2 separate regions of the Mus musculus genome follow, and region 2 is linked to region 1. The links are chromatin contacts, called in public Hi-C maps. All regions are on one chromosome and are shown on one strand. Each heading gives the region's core, a stretch centred on a gene start, on an enhancer-like site or on the middle of the called end of the contact. The rest is flanking DNA. Distances are from core to core; before and after follow the strand shown. Region 1 overlaps Sh3gl3 (SH3-domain GRB2-like 3). Region 2 overlaps Adamtsl3 (ADAMTS-like 3).

The links. A called contact is a pair of places that touch in the nucleus more often than the background predicts.
Region 2: a contact with region 1 is called in a Hi-C map of cerebellum, with 1.5 times the contacts expected there. The contact joins two enhancer-like sites. A contact is called at or near these places in 3 of 484 Hi-C or Micro-C datasets (cerebellum, embryonic stem cells and ventricular fibroblasts).

What each region holds. Positions count from the first base shown.
Region 1 is chr7:82,289,123-82,295,431 of GRCm38.p6, reverse strand. All of the region lies in intron 8 of Sh3gl3 (SH3-domain GRB2-like 3), which reads right to left. It overlaps Gm51492 (a long non-coding RNA gene), which reads left to right. Exons shown (of 3, transcript XR_003946817.1): 1 at 1-4,257; 2 at 4,351-4,440; 3 at 4,996-5,287. Among named protein-coding and RNA genes, the nearest start is that of Gm51492, 4.8 kb to the left of the region's middle. Within about 2 kb of position 2,396, at least 8 of the 459 cell types and tissues checked have an H3K27ac peak or open chromatin away from gene starts, as enhancers often do. A contact at or near this core is called in cerebellum, where this site is marked.
Region 2 is chr7:82,476,855-82,483,163 of GRCm38.p6, reverse strand. All of the region lies in intron 7 of Adamtsl3 (ADAMTS-like 3), which reads right to left. Among named protein-coding and RNA genes, the nearest start is that of Adamtsl3, 140 kb to the right of the region's middle. Within about 2 kb of position 3,568, at least 29 of the 459 cell types and tissues checked have an H3K27ac peak or open chromatin away from gene starts, as enhancers often do. A contact at or near this core is called in cerebellum, where this site is marked.

The DNA of each region.
Region 1 (6,309 bases), core at 1,147-3,646:
AGCAATGACATTATCAGGGGCTCCATCGCAGCCCCACCGTAGTCTGCCTAATTGACCTACATCCTTTCAGCAGGCTCTGCTCTTTTTCCTTCTCTGGAAAGAAGAAATGATGAAGAAAATGTTCTTGGAATCTGTTTCTGGCCAAGTCTTCAGAGCTTTGCTTAAAATTGTTAGTGCAATGCTTGACATTTTTCCTTTCCTTTATAAACATTATAGGCAAATCATTCGGAATCCTAATGGAAAGTAATTTCCCATTAATGCAGGCTGTAAAATGCTATTTTCTTTTGAAACCGTGCCTGGGAAACAAACAGTGCGGGGCCCTTTTACACTCGAAAATTCCACCTACAAATCAGCAGAGCTCAATGATCGATGTGTGACAAGGAGACCCCACAGCTACCTTCGGGGAACCTTCAAGGAAGTGGCTGGCATAGGCACATGGCCACAGTGTCACTAGGGAGACCCCACCGCCTGGGAGAATTGAGTTTCTGGGTTCAGCCTTCTTATAAAAGCCAGCAGGGTATTACTTTTCTTACAATTTAAATCTGCCTAGGGACAGAGCTACTGGCCAAGGAGAAGGGACAGAAGCTTGGACGTGTACAGCCTAGGTATGGAAGCCAAGGGCTCCTTTGTCCTGTTCTGGTTCCCTGCCACCAAATCAGATGCACACAGCAGATGTCCTTAGCCACCACACACTGGCCACACACACCCATGATAATGCATCCTTAAGACAAACATCCCAAATGTTCTTAAACATGGTTACATTTGCTAGGATTTCTCCTCTCTCTCTCTCTCTCTCTCTCTCTCTCTCTCTCTCTGGGGGTGGGCAGAAAAGAGATCTATGAGTGTATATGTGTGTATATATGTGTGCATGCAAGCACGCCTGCATGTGGTCAGAGATCAATGTCAGGTGTCTTCCTTCTATCATTCTCCACCTTAATTCTGGAGCAGAGTCTCTTCCTGAACCTGGAGTTCATTGATTCTGCAGGACTAGCTGGCCATTCCTCCTGCCTCTGCCTTCCTAAGCCTGAGCTTGTGGGTGCACACCTCACTGAGAGCTCACATACTCGTTTGTAAAACAGTGGTATGGCAGCATCATGGCTGCATGAACCCGGCAGACTGCCCAACCTCATGCCGTCTGTGGTGTGGCTGCCAGCATCGTCACACTGTGCTGTGGTCTCACTCTCACTTTCACTCTCTGCAACATTAGTGTGCGGAGGTCCACGCACAGAGCAACAACCAATGATGCTGGCGTACACACGCACTCCAGATGCAAAGGGCCCCACGCTGTTCTCTGACAATTAATCCAAATACTTTATTCCTCACGGAACTCAATGCTCTCCAGATTGCCAGTGAAAGACTGAAGCAAAGGAAAGCCGGGTCTGGTCTGGCAGCCGGCAGGAGCCGGTGTTTTGGGTGAACTTTATCCTAGGTCCTGGAATCCTGACTCTAAGAACCAACCCTGTGCTCGGATGCTGGCAGGGAGGAAGGCATGTGGACGGCTGGGGTCTGCTACTGGACTGAAGCCTGGGACTGTATTCATTTTCAAGATTTTTAGTTCATTTGTTTATATCCACCATTTTTCTAAACAGAAAGGTTAAAAAGACTTCCAGAAAAAAACAGTATCCAAAGTAAAGATTCATGTCAGGCCCGAAATAGGCAAATCATAAGATGTACAAAACTCTCCATTGTATCCAGACACCACAGCTCTGAGAGAGGAAGGCAGGGGGCGTGACACCAGGCGCAGACACACACTGGCACTGACCCAGCAGAGCAGGTTGCGGTTATCCCCAGCAGTCAGCTCAAGGGCCAGTGAGCTTCCCGGAAGCCAGAGGAAGTGGCAAAGTTTAACAGGGTATGCGACTTCCCTAAAGTGCCAGACCAGTTCTCCAGAGCCACTGACTTCTTGCATTTACGCAAATATGTGTTACTGAAATACAATTTTCAAGATTATCTTCACACCAGATAAATATTGCCCATAACCACTTAGTTTAGCTTACGTGCTGGTGTGTTTACAGCCGTGCAGTCACGGGATCTACTTAATGTTGTCTTTCTTTTCTATTTTACTTCATACCTGTTCATGTTTCTGTATAATCCACACATCATGACAATTCAGTAGATGAATGGTATCTCACTTAGCCTACCATTAGCCGACTATGCACAAAGTGTTTACAAGTAAATGACAACTTAGTAGAGATTAGTCAACAGGGTTACAAGAATATCCTGTGCTTAAATATTTCTTAAGGATGTGTTTCCAGAAGTGAAGCCGCTGAAGTGCACAGACACCTGACAGACAGAGCTACACTGACTTCCCAGTGAGGAGTGTCAGGGGTTGGCAACTGTAGGCTGTGAGCCAAATGATGTAAGAATGGAACCCAGGTGAGCTCACTCACTTATCTATAGACACATTCAGATGACGTAACAATAAAGTTCAGTAGCTGTTACAGAGACCACATGGCCCTACAGAGACCATAAGTCAGGCATATTTACTGTCTGGCTCTCTACCAAAATGTCTGCCTATGCCTCAGTGATTCTAATGTATACTCCCCCAATGCTTGTGAGATTGTGCCCAAGTGCCACATATGAACAGAAATGGAGCCTGCAGCTCCCAACGGAAGGCAGTGAGTCACAACAGGGCAGACACGTTCTCCCAGTAACTTTGTAGAACATACATGTGGCATCTGTGCACTCTCCACCAACCCATCTCTTCCTCTTCAATAGTGAAAGAACTGCAGGTAGATCTGGGTCTCCAGTTCACCTCTTCCTACCTTTGTAGCTGGCTGGGTCATGTGACTAAGCCCTGGCCAGTGGGGTGAGAGAGGTGAGGTGAATCACTTATGTTCAATTCTTTAAGGGGAAACTATGTCTAGACTTCCATCTTTTGCCTCTTGAGTCTCTTGGGAACAGCGGCTACTATTATCCCAGTGTAAAAACTGTTGCCAGAAGCCAGGCATTGTCACAATAAAACCTGCAACCAGAGACAACAACTCAGATGGTGGCAATGGAGAGGATGTGTGTGTAACAGGTGTGACAGCCCTAATGCCTGTGAGGTCACAGCGAAGCACTATGGTCCAAGTTTTACACGTGACAACCTTGAAAGCAGACCACACATCAGGAACTCTCAAACAGAAGGAGGCTATCACTAGGATGCACGTGCACATGAGTGACGGCCAGCAGAGGCCAGGGAGGGCAGGAGATCACTGAGTCTGTGAGTGAAGACCTCAGGAGAAAGAACAGAGGGTGAGAGGTGGTATTAGGGAAGCTAGCCACTCCAGGAGCCACCAAGAACAGAAGGTAAGCGAGCTGCTGTTTCAGATACTTCTCAGAGACTCACTCAACCAAAGGAATCCAGGCACGTGTCCGTGACCTGTGCTTTGTTCTTCACTTGGATCTGTTGCTTCGAGTGTCCTCAAGACAACCTCTAAAAGCTGAGAAGGGGAAGCATGGATCTGACAAGAAGGAAAGACATCAAGCTCTCTGAAGTGCTGTGTCTAAGAGGGGACCATAGCTCTGGGCATTCCTAACTGCCGAGAGCACGCAGGGCAGACGTTCCCCATGGTTTCGATGGAATCACCCTGTGGCAGATCCACAAGCCTCACCTGGAAACATCTGAGCTTAGTGAAGCTTGTCGAGCCACACAGCACAAGTCTAAGATGACAACTTGCAAGGCCAGCTTCAGATATGAACTTTCTGAGGGAGTACTGGAAGCCAGCAGGATGAAGGACAAGAGAGGAATCTAGCATACACACACAGACACACACACTCTAATCAAGTCAAGTTCTTCATTTCCAGGGCAAGGGGTATACACATTCTGTCTCTGTCTCTGTCTCTCTGTCTCTCTGTCTCTGTTTCTCTCTCACTGTCAGGGCAAGAGGTCCCTGCAATATCTGTTAAGCAAGATTCCATCAGTATCAGAGAGTTGCTCCTGCTGTGTGTTTCTATTTGCTGTGGTTTGAATGTTGCTATGAATATTGATCTGTGTGAGTGCCCAAAATCCATGTACTACAATGTCATTCCCGTGAGTCTAGTAGCCTTCCCCACATGATGATTTCATAAAGGTGGGTCTCATTCATGAAGTTAGTGTCCTTATAAATAAATAAAATAAATAATAAATAAAAGGCCCAATAGAGCTTATTTGTCACTTCCACCACGCAAAAAATATCTGCAAGGTGCCATCTATGAGGCAAGTCACATATCAGCCACTAAATCAGGTGATGATGCAAAGAGTCAAGTCTATCCATGAAGCCACAGAATGCACAGGTAGAGTGGCTGCCAAGGGACTGGGTCGGGGGGGGGGGGCACTGCCTCGGGATTTGGGCTTGCCATTTTCATGGTGGATGTATTTCATTTCAGCTACTGTGACACAAAAGTGTTAAGACAGACAGCAGTTTTGGCTCCCAGTCTCAGAGGTCTCAGTGCACATCACTGGCCCATTTGACTGAGGTAAGGCAGCCCTTCATAGCAGGCAGCAAAGTTCCTCACTCCCTTCTGAGAAACAAGAAAGGGTTGGGAATGTCAATGCCCCCATCAAGGGTGTAGTGGCATAAGGTAAATCTACTAGGCCCCACTGTTAAAGGATCGACCACCTCAGCAGTACATGGGCCTCTGGCAGTAGAGATACGCCAGCTTCTGCTCTTACACTTGCCAGTCACCAGAATATCTTGTGTCCCTAACTTTCCCACTCAGCTCAGGCAGCATTGTAAGGAGGTGGCTGGCATTTCCTAAGCTGCTTTGTCCTTAGGTGGGGCTGTGGCCAGACTCGGCATGTCACTGCTTGCTGGCCTGAAAGGACAAGTGTGCTCTCTTTCTCCTTCCTCTTGGCTAGATATGGGAAAAACAGCTGTCCTGCCTCTGAGGGAGCGGGTGGGTGGGAAACACCCTCCTTCTGGAATATCTCCCCTAGTCACTGTACAAGCGAGAAAGCCTTACAATGCTGCATGTTGTAGACTTATTTTTCTGTTTGTTTGTTTGTTTGTTTGTTTGTTTAATGGAAGCTAGTGTTACTCTGACAGCAAAGTCTTGACACAACTGGTCTGTGAACACTCTTGACGACTCTTCCTGAGGTGAACGCCATTTAAATCATTGAAATTTGCATGAAGCCTTGCATCACAGTGTAAACTGAAAGCCAGCACAGCAGGCTGCAAGCCACAGCTCAGGCTGAAACTCTACAATAAGGACGATGGGAAAGAGACTATGTCAAGCTATGCACTTTGCTGAGGAAGACTTTTAACTGCAGGCCCAGAGTCTATGTTAAAAGTTGGACATTAAAAATCTGTCAGAGCTGGGAAGATGGCTCAGTGTACAAAGTGCCTGCCTTCTGCACACGCATAAGGTCCTGAGTTCAGATCTCCAGTAGGGATTGGGGGCACAAAAAGCCACTGGGTGGCAGTGCCTGCCTGTAACTCCAGCACAGAGAGGCAGAGACAGGACTGGCTCCTAGCACCCAGGAGATCTGATGCCCTCTTCTGGCTTTTGAGAGCACCTGCACACAGGTGTACACCCCTCCACACAGATACACACCCATACTATATACACAATCTTTAAAAATATAGTTAAGGGGCCAAGGACATAGTTCAGCTGATAGAACTTCCCTAACATGCAGAAAGCCTTGGGTTCATTCCGTAGTGCTGCATAAACCTGGCATGGTGGCACATGTCTGCACTCCTGGCCAGAGTCAAAGGGAGATCTCAAGTCCTCTGTCACTAGCTTTGACAGTGAAGCAAGGGGCCACAAGCCAAGCAATGCATGTGGCCTCCAGAGAGGGAAACAGGCAAGACATGGGTCCTCTCCTCGAGCTTCCAGAAAGAACCCCAATCTCTGGATAGGTCCCCAGAACTATAAGGCAAAGAGACTGTACCCCATATGTAGCTTTATGTCACAAAATACATAGTAGTTTCTTAGGAAGTATAGAAAACTAATGCAATTAAACAAAAAATTAGCATGCATTTAGCATAAATGAAACCTAAATGAATGGGTACAGAGAGAAGGCCCCAAGGTGAGATCTCCTCAGTGAGCAGCTATGGAAAGGAAGACACAACAGAGACACAGAGAAAGAGCCCAAAGCCACACAGATCGTCACAGGCCTGTGGTCCGAGTCCTCGGGAGGAGGGGGCAGGAAGATCAGGAGTTTAAGATCATCCTCATTGCAGAATAATTCTGCAGTCAAGCTGGTATAAGTGAGATGCTGCCTCAAACCACCAGTAATAATAATCATAACTCTAACAATAGAAGTTTAAAAGGGGACATCTGAGGGAAGATAAGAGAGGTGCTTAAGGTAATAAAGATTTCCATATTTATCAACGATGTGCGGAA
Region 2 (6,309 bases), core at 2,319-4,818, 190 kb before region 1:
GACTGGAAATCAAACATGGTGGCACTAGAGGTTAGGAGGAGGCTGAGCACGATGCTAAGTAACTTGAGGTAAACTGCCATTTTGTACTAGTGGAAAGCCATCTCTGAAATGAGGAACACTGTACTTGTTCATGTTTCAGTGACTTGCCCAGGGTCATGAGCTCCTAAGCCAGACATCCAAGGTCTGAACCAAAAATCTCCACACTTAGCTCTCCTTCTGAGAGCCTGGCTTATCTTGTACCTCAGTGGGTTCACCATATATGTTCTCCATGGCACCACTATTCTATTTACAATCACCACACCAGATGACTGAGTTTGAAGCCACTGGCTTACACGCACACACACACACACACACACACACACACACACACACACACTGTTCAAACCCAGCTGTTCCTTATTATTATTATATTTCAATCTCTAGTTTCATGTAATGAATCATGGCTTTGCTAAGTCACAAGATACCTAGGAAATAGACCTCGGTGTGATGGTGCACACATACTATCTCAGCATTATGGAGGTAGAGGCAATAGGGTCAGCAGTGTCAGTCATTCTTAGCTACGTGAGACCTCATTTCAAATAAAAAGGTGTCTAGGAAAATGTTGTTCTCACAATAGTAAGGATTCAACAAGCATCAACTGCAGACCCACCCAGGAACTGTAATCTATATCAAAATACTTATTTTTACTAGTAAGTCCAAGTAGAAGTTTGCCAACGTTTATATTTTTAATATTTTGTTTTTGTAATATATATTTCATGATAACACAAGGAAAATGTATTCCAGGGACCCTGATATCAACAACAACTCCACTTTCCTCTGTGTGTGTGTGTGTGTGTGTCTGCATGTGTTTATTTGTATGCGTTTTTGTATGTTTTGTGTGTCTGTGTGATCTTTTTTGTTGGTTGGAGTTGTTTTTTGTTAAATGCTCTTTTGTTCAGATACTTTCATGTTACTTTTCTTTACCCCTTGTGCTGGTTGGTTTTGTCAGCTTGATAGAAACCTAGACATATCTTGGAAGAGGGAATCTTAATTGAGAAAATGCCTCTACAAGGTTGGCTATAGGAGAATCTATAGGGCATTTTCCTTCTAAATGATTAATGAGGGCCCAGCTCACTTTGTGTGGTGCCATCGCTGAGCAGATGGTCCTGTGTTGTTTAAGAAAGCAGGCCCAGCAAGCCATGAGGATCAGGCCAGTACAAAGCATCCATCCATGGCCTTTGTACAAGCTCCTGCTCCAGGTTCCTGCCCTCCCGTCCCTCAGCAGTGGAGTGTGATTTGAGCATTGTACGATGAAATAAACACTTTCCTCTATGAGTTGCCACAAGTAATGGTGTTTTATCCCAGCAATGGAAACCCTGAGTTACCCCTCATCTATACTCTCTTCCTATTATTTAAATACACACACATATCCATACAGTTTGCACACACATGTATGCATCATTCAACAGAATATATGAGTTTATTTTCTTGAAGAAAAGGGTCTGCACAGAAACTAGTGTTCACAATAGACCCCAAACCACAAACAATATGCTTGCCTCTGCATAGAACTAACAGGCATGAAAGTGTTTGTTATCAGGAAGACCATGGTGGCTGGTTACTCCTCTGACATAACTGCAACCATTTGGCATGACTTAGACTAAAGGAAGCACCGTCTGTCACATCATGACAAGCAGAGGCTGACAGCTTTCTAAAACTACAGTAATAAAATCTGTTTGAGCTCAGCTGTCACTCCATGGTGCAGTGGCTGGCAGTGCAGAGTCAGGGTGTCATCACCCAGACTCAAAAGCCGCAGGAGGTGTCCAGGCTGAATTCCACAAATGGAGGTAGGTTAGATGAAAGAAGCCAAGGAGCTAAAGCAGGAAAAGGAATAGCAAGAAGCAGAGAGCATCAAAGCGGGTAGGAATACAGCAAGGATCTGATCTGATGAGAGCAACATGCTACAAGCTGGAAATGGATTCCTCTCTCTACCATGCCTAGAGGAGCACATCCTCACCCCGCCCACACCCTGAGCCATAAGGCTACATCATGGAAGTCAAGCACTGCTAAGTGCCTGGCCTCTGTGTGCTCTGAACCTGGAGACATTCATTTACTGGCTTACAATGCCTTTACCTCAAAAGATGGAGGCAACCAGTAGTGTGTGTAGTCAGATACGCGATGCTGCTTAGCCCCACGCTCACTGTTCAATGGAGAATACCAGGAAGGAGGTCCGATACACAATCTCAGCTAGAAAAGTTCTGCTCAGATGGTCCATAAAAGTCTATGGTGCCTCTTCCTTTCTGCCTGAATGTGGCATCTAAGAAATTAAGAGTCTGGCAAAAGCTACTTCGTCAATTGTCTTGACTGAGGCTGAAAAGTGTAAGTGTTGCCCAGAGTATGTATAAAAATCGCCTGGGAAATCTAATGGTATACCCGATCCCCTGATCCACAGATCCTTTGACCCCTCCCCCACCAGGAAATTGTAGGGCAGAGCTCAGGATTCTAAGGTGGGACAAACTGTCTAGGTGATCTTGATTTGAATGCTGGATTAGAAACCATTAAGCTGGGTTCCACCAAGGAGAAATAGGGGCATGTTGGTTGAGGCAGCCTTACCAAACTCTGTTTCTGTTTCTGTTCTAGCCCATCGCTCTACATCTTGGGTACATTTCACCTCATGCTTTCTTAGCTGTCTTTTCAGGATACTTTGGGAGGGTGTCTGAGCACACAGACCTGAAGCCAAACCATTCTAGCTACTCATGAGCTGTAAAACCTAAATCAAAGTACTCCATTTTCTTAAGATTATTTCTCCATTTGTCAAATGGGGAGGCAAGAAAGTATGTACCTGATAGGAGTAAGTCAGATCAGTCAGAGAAAAAAATTGTGCCCAGCACAAAATAAACATGCATTCAGTGGGAGGATAAAGTAGCAGCAGCAGCAGCAGCAGTGCCCTGACAACTATTAACACTAATTAGACTCAGAATTTACATCTGGGTGGTGGATGTCATGTCTCCTGGGTGACACTGGAAGCTGTTGTGGGTTTTCACTTTATTCAGTGTTCCTACAAATTGCTGCTGTGGAGTTGTTGGACCAAGTGGGCTCTTCAGGTCAAGACGACACCATTTCACAGAGAACATACCATGTGCCAGGGGCTGAACTAAGTGTGAAGCGGCCTGACACACCAAAACAGGAGCTCAGTATATTAATAAAAAGGTACTGGCAGTGACATGTAGAGTACAAAAGTAACCAAGGAGATTTCAGGACAAAAAAAAAAAGGTAACCACACCAACTCGTTTTTGTGAGGCATATAACCTTCCCTGGGCTCTTGAAATCTTTTCAGGAAAAATTTGGAAACCTATTTCATATAAGATTCTAAGTCTCATTTTTCCAACCCCTATTCAATCCCAAAGTTTATTTTTAAAAACAAGGCATAAGTACCTTTTTTAGAGCCCTAGCCCTAGAAAAGGTCTCAGAACTCCCCTGTGCTGACACTCTGACTGTGAAGATGAAAAAACCAAGGTCTCAGGCAGGGAAGCATCTTGCCTGTGCTCGTAACTGCTGGCAGCCAAGCCGGGATTATTACAATGGCCTTTGGAATCTAGGCAAAGCCTATTGCATAACTCTATCCAGCACCACTGACATCATAGCAGGAAGCAGCACCACGCCTGGCTAAGTGTGTACACTCATTAGTTCCATGTTAATTGACCTCTGATGGTGTGCTTGACACTGGCCCAGCATTAGGAATAAAATGGACATCACAGCACATGTGGCGCTGACTCTTGTAAAGCCTTACTAGTGCGAGATGCAAGCTAAACCCATGGTAACGCAGGTGCTTTCTGCAGCAAAGGCTAAGCAGAAATTAACGAAAAAGGGCTGGCTGGCTTCAGGCAGATATCTAAACGATGGTCTGAGATGCAGGTTGAATGGAAGACTGAGAACCTGATGGCCATGCTAAGAGGCTGAAGAAGCATATTCCAGGACATGAAGGGGCTGGTGAAAGAGAGAGCACACCAAAATAGAAAGGACCCTTTGCTTTCTAGAATCGTTCAGAAACCCTGTGTGGTTGTACCTTAATGTGACAGGGCAGATGGCAACAGGGCACCCTGTGGAGGTCTGGTGATACAGGCTTGGAGAAGGGCCGTGCATTTTACCAGAAGTACAACATTGTTTCCACAAGAGAAGTGGGAAGTTCAGGGTCTACCTCCTTTGCTGTGGAAACATAAGCTATGACAATCCTCCTGAACAAGGTCCACATGCCATTTTACTTTCTCTCAACAGAAAGCTAGAAGATATGCAGAAACATGCAAATGAGCCAGGCAGGTACTAATTCTGAATTGCGAGTTCCAAGCTATTTGCTTTGTATCACATGTAGGTTCTATGAATGGGAGGAGCCATCCATTAAATGTAGCAATGGCTGGAGAGAGGACTCAGTCCTAAACACTGTTGCTTTCCCAGAGAGCTGGGATTCAGTTCTCTGCACCCATAAACCACCCACAACTTAGTTCCAGGAGATCCAACACCCTCTCTTGACCTCCCCAGGCACTAGGCACACACGTGGTGCACACATACATGCAGGCAGGAAAAACACACATACACATAAAATAAATAAATTAAGTAACAACCACTTGTGTTTGATTATTCCAGTGTCAGAGGACTATCATGGGGAGGCAAAAACGTGTTACAAAGAGGCAAGAATAAACCAATCTGTTTACCTGTTAGCAAATTCTTTATCTCAGATTCAGTCATCCCTCCCATGGGCCATATTGAATTTGTATGTTACCTTCAGGAGTGCCTGGCAAAGTTGCAATAAGCAGTGTGTGGTGTGGAAAACTCATGTATATTAATTACACTGTGAGGCAGCCTCATGGTCCACCCAGCCCAGACCATGAGCATCATGGTGCTGAGAGCATAGTTATCACCACAGTGTCCAAGCCTGAGTGAGGAACTGGCATTGCCACTGGGCCGTAGGTGCCGCAGTACCAACAAGCTTAGGCAAAATGGATGAAGATCCCAGAGCAGACAAGCAGGGCTTCTTTACTCGCCTCATTGTGCCTGCAGTCGATGAGACCACAGTAAGGGGCAAGCGTGGAAGTCCGTCCCTAAGCACATGTCAAGACTCCTGATAGATGTGTTTGCTTCTTTACTGCTGTTTTTATGTGAATAACCTTGACTTATTCTGCATCATATACATACGTCAAAGCATTACACTAGACTGGTAAGATGGCTCAGTGATTAGGAGCACGGGCTGCTCATCGTGAGTTGACTGGGTTTGATTCCCAGCACCCACATGGCCACTCACAATCCTCTAACACCAGTCCAAGGGATCTGACATTCTTCTCTAGCCTCTGTGGGAACTGCATGTATGTGATGCACAGATATACATGTAATTCAGACAGTCAGTACAAAATAAAAATTATTTTTAAATCCCATATATATATAAATTTTTAAAATTTTTAAAATAACACATTATTTAAAAACAAACAAAACCAAAAAATTACATTTTACTCTGAACATTTATACTCTGAACAATTATAAGTCAATTAAAATACTACTCATTTGTATTTTCAAGGTTGATTTTATGTTATTTTGTGTGTACTTGTATGTATGTCAATGTCTTCCTCAGAGGCCAGAATAGGGCTTTAGATCCCATGGATCCGGAGTTACAAACAGTTATGACCTTCCAGATGTGGGTGCTGGAAACCAAACTCAGGTCCTCTGCAAGAGTGGCAAGTGCTTCTAACCGTTGAGCAACTCTCCAAGCTCACTATTTAAAATATTGTACATAATTATTGTTTTATACTAAAGACCACCAGAGTTTTATCCCTTGGAACTTGAGTGGCTTCCAGCTTCTTTTCCAACATGCAAATCTATTTATGCTGGTTGTTAGTGCAGTCTCTGCCTGACTCTGAACAGGAAATTGGTGTGTTGTATCTGGATTCATTTCTGATTTTTCTCATAGCTAAGGCTTTGGCTCCAGGCTCTTACACCTTGTATCTGCCTCGCTGCACAAAGAACTGATATCCTGTATGCAGCCTTCTACTTTATCCAGTGCAAGGCGGTGCCAATAGCCTCTCATAACCATGTCTTGACTCAAGGAGAGTCCCGAGGAACGCAGGAATGATTGCTTGGCAAGACACTGGCTTAGGAGCGACGTGGACCCTGTAAGGCTCAGTGATACACGCTCAGGGGAGCCATGGCTTCAGTTCCCACATTTCTTTCGCACAAAGTATGATTATAGGGAAGTGTTTCCATATGGTTGAGGGAACTCCCAGCCAAACTGGCTTCAGCTGGCCAGTTTCAGAGCCACAGCAGACAGGATAGGGCCACCAAGAGAAA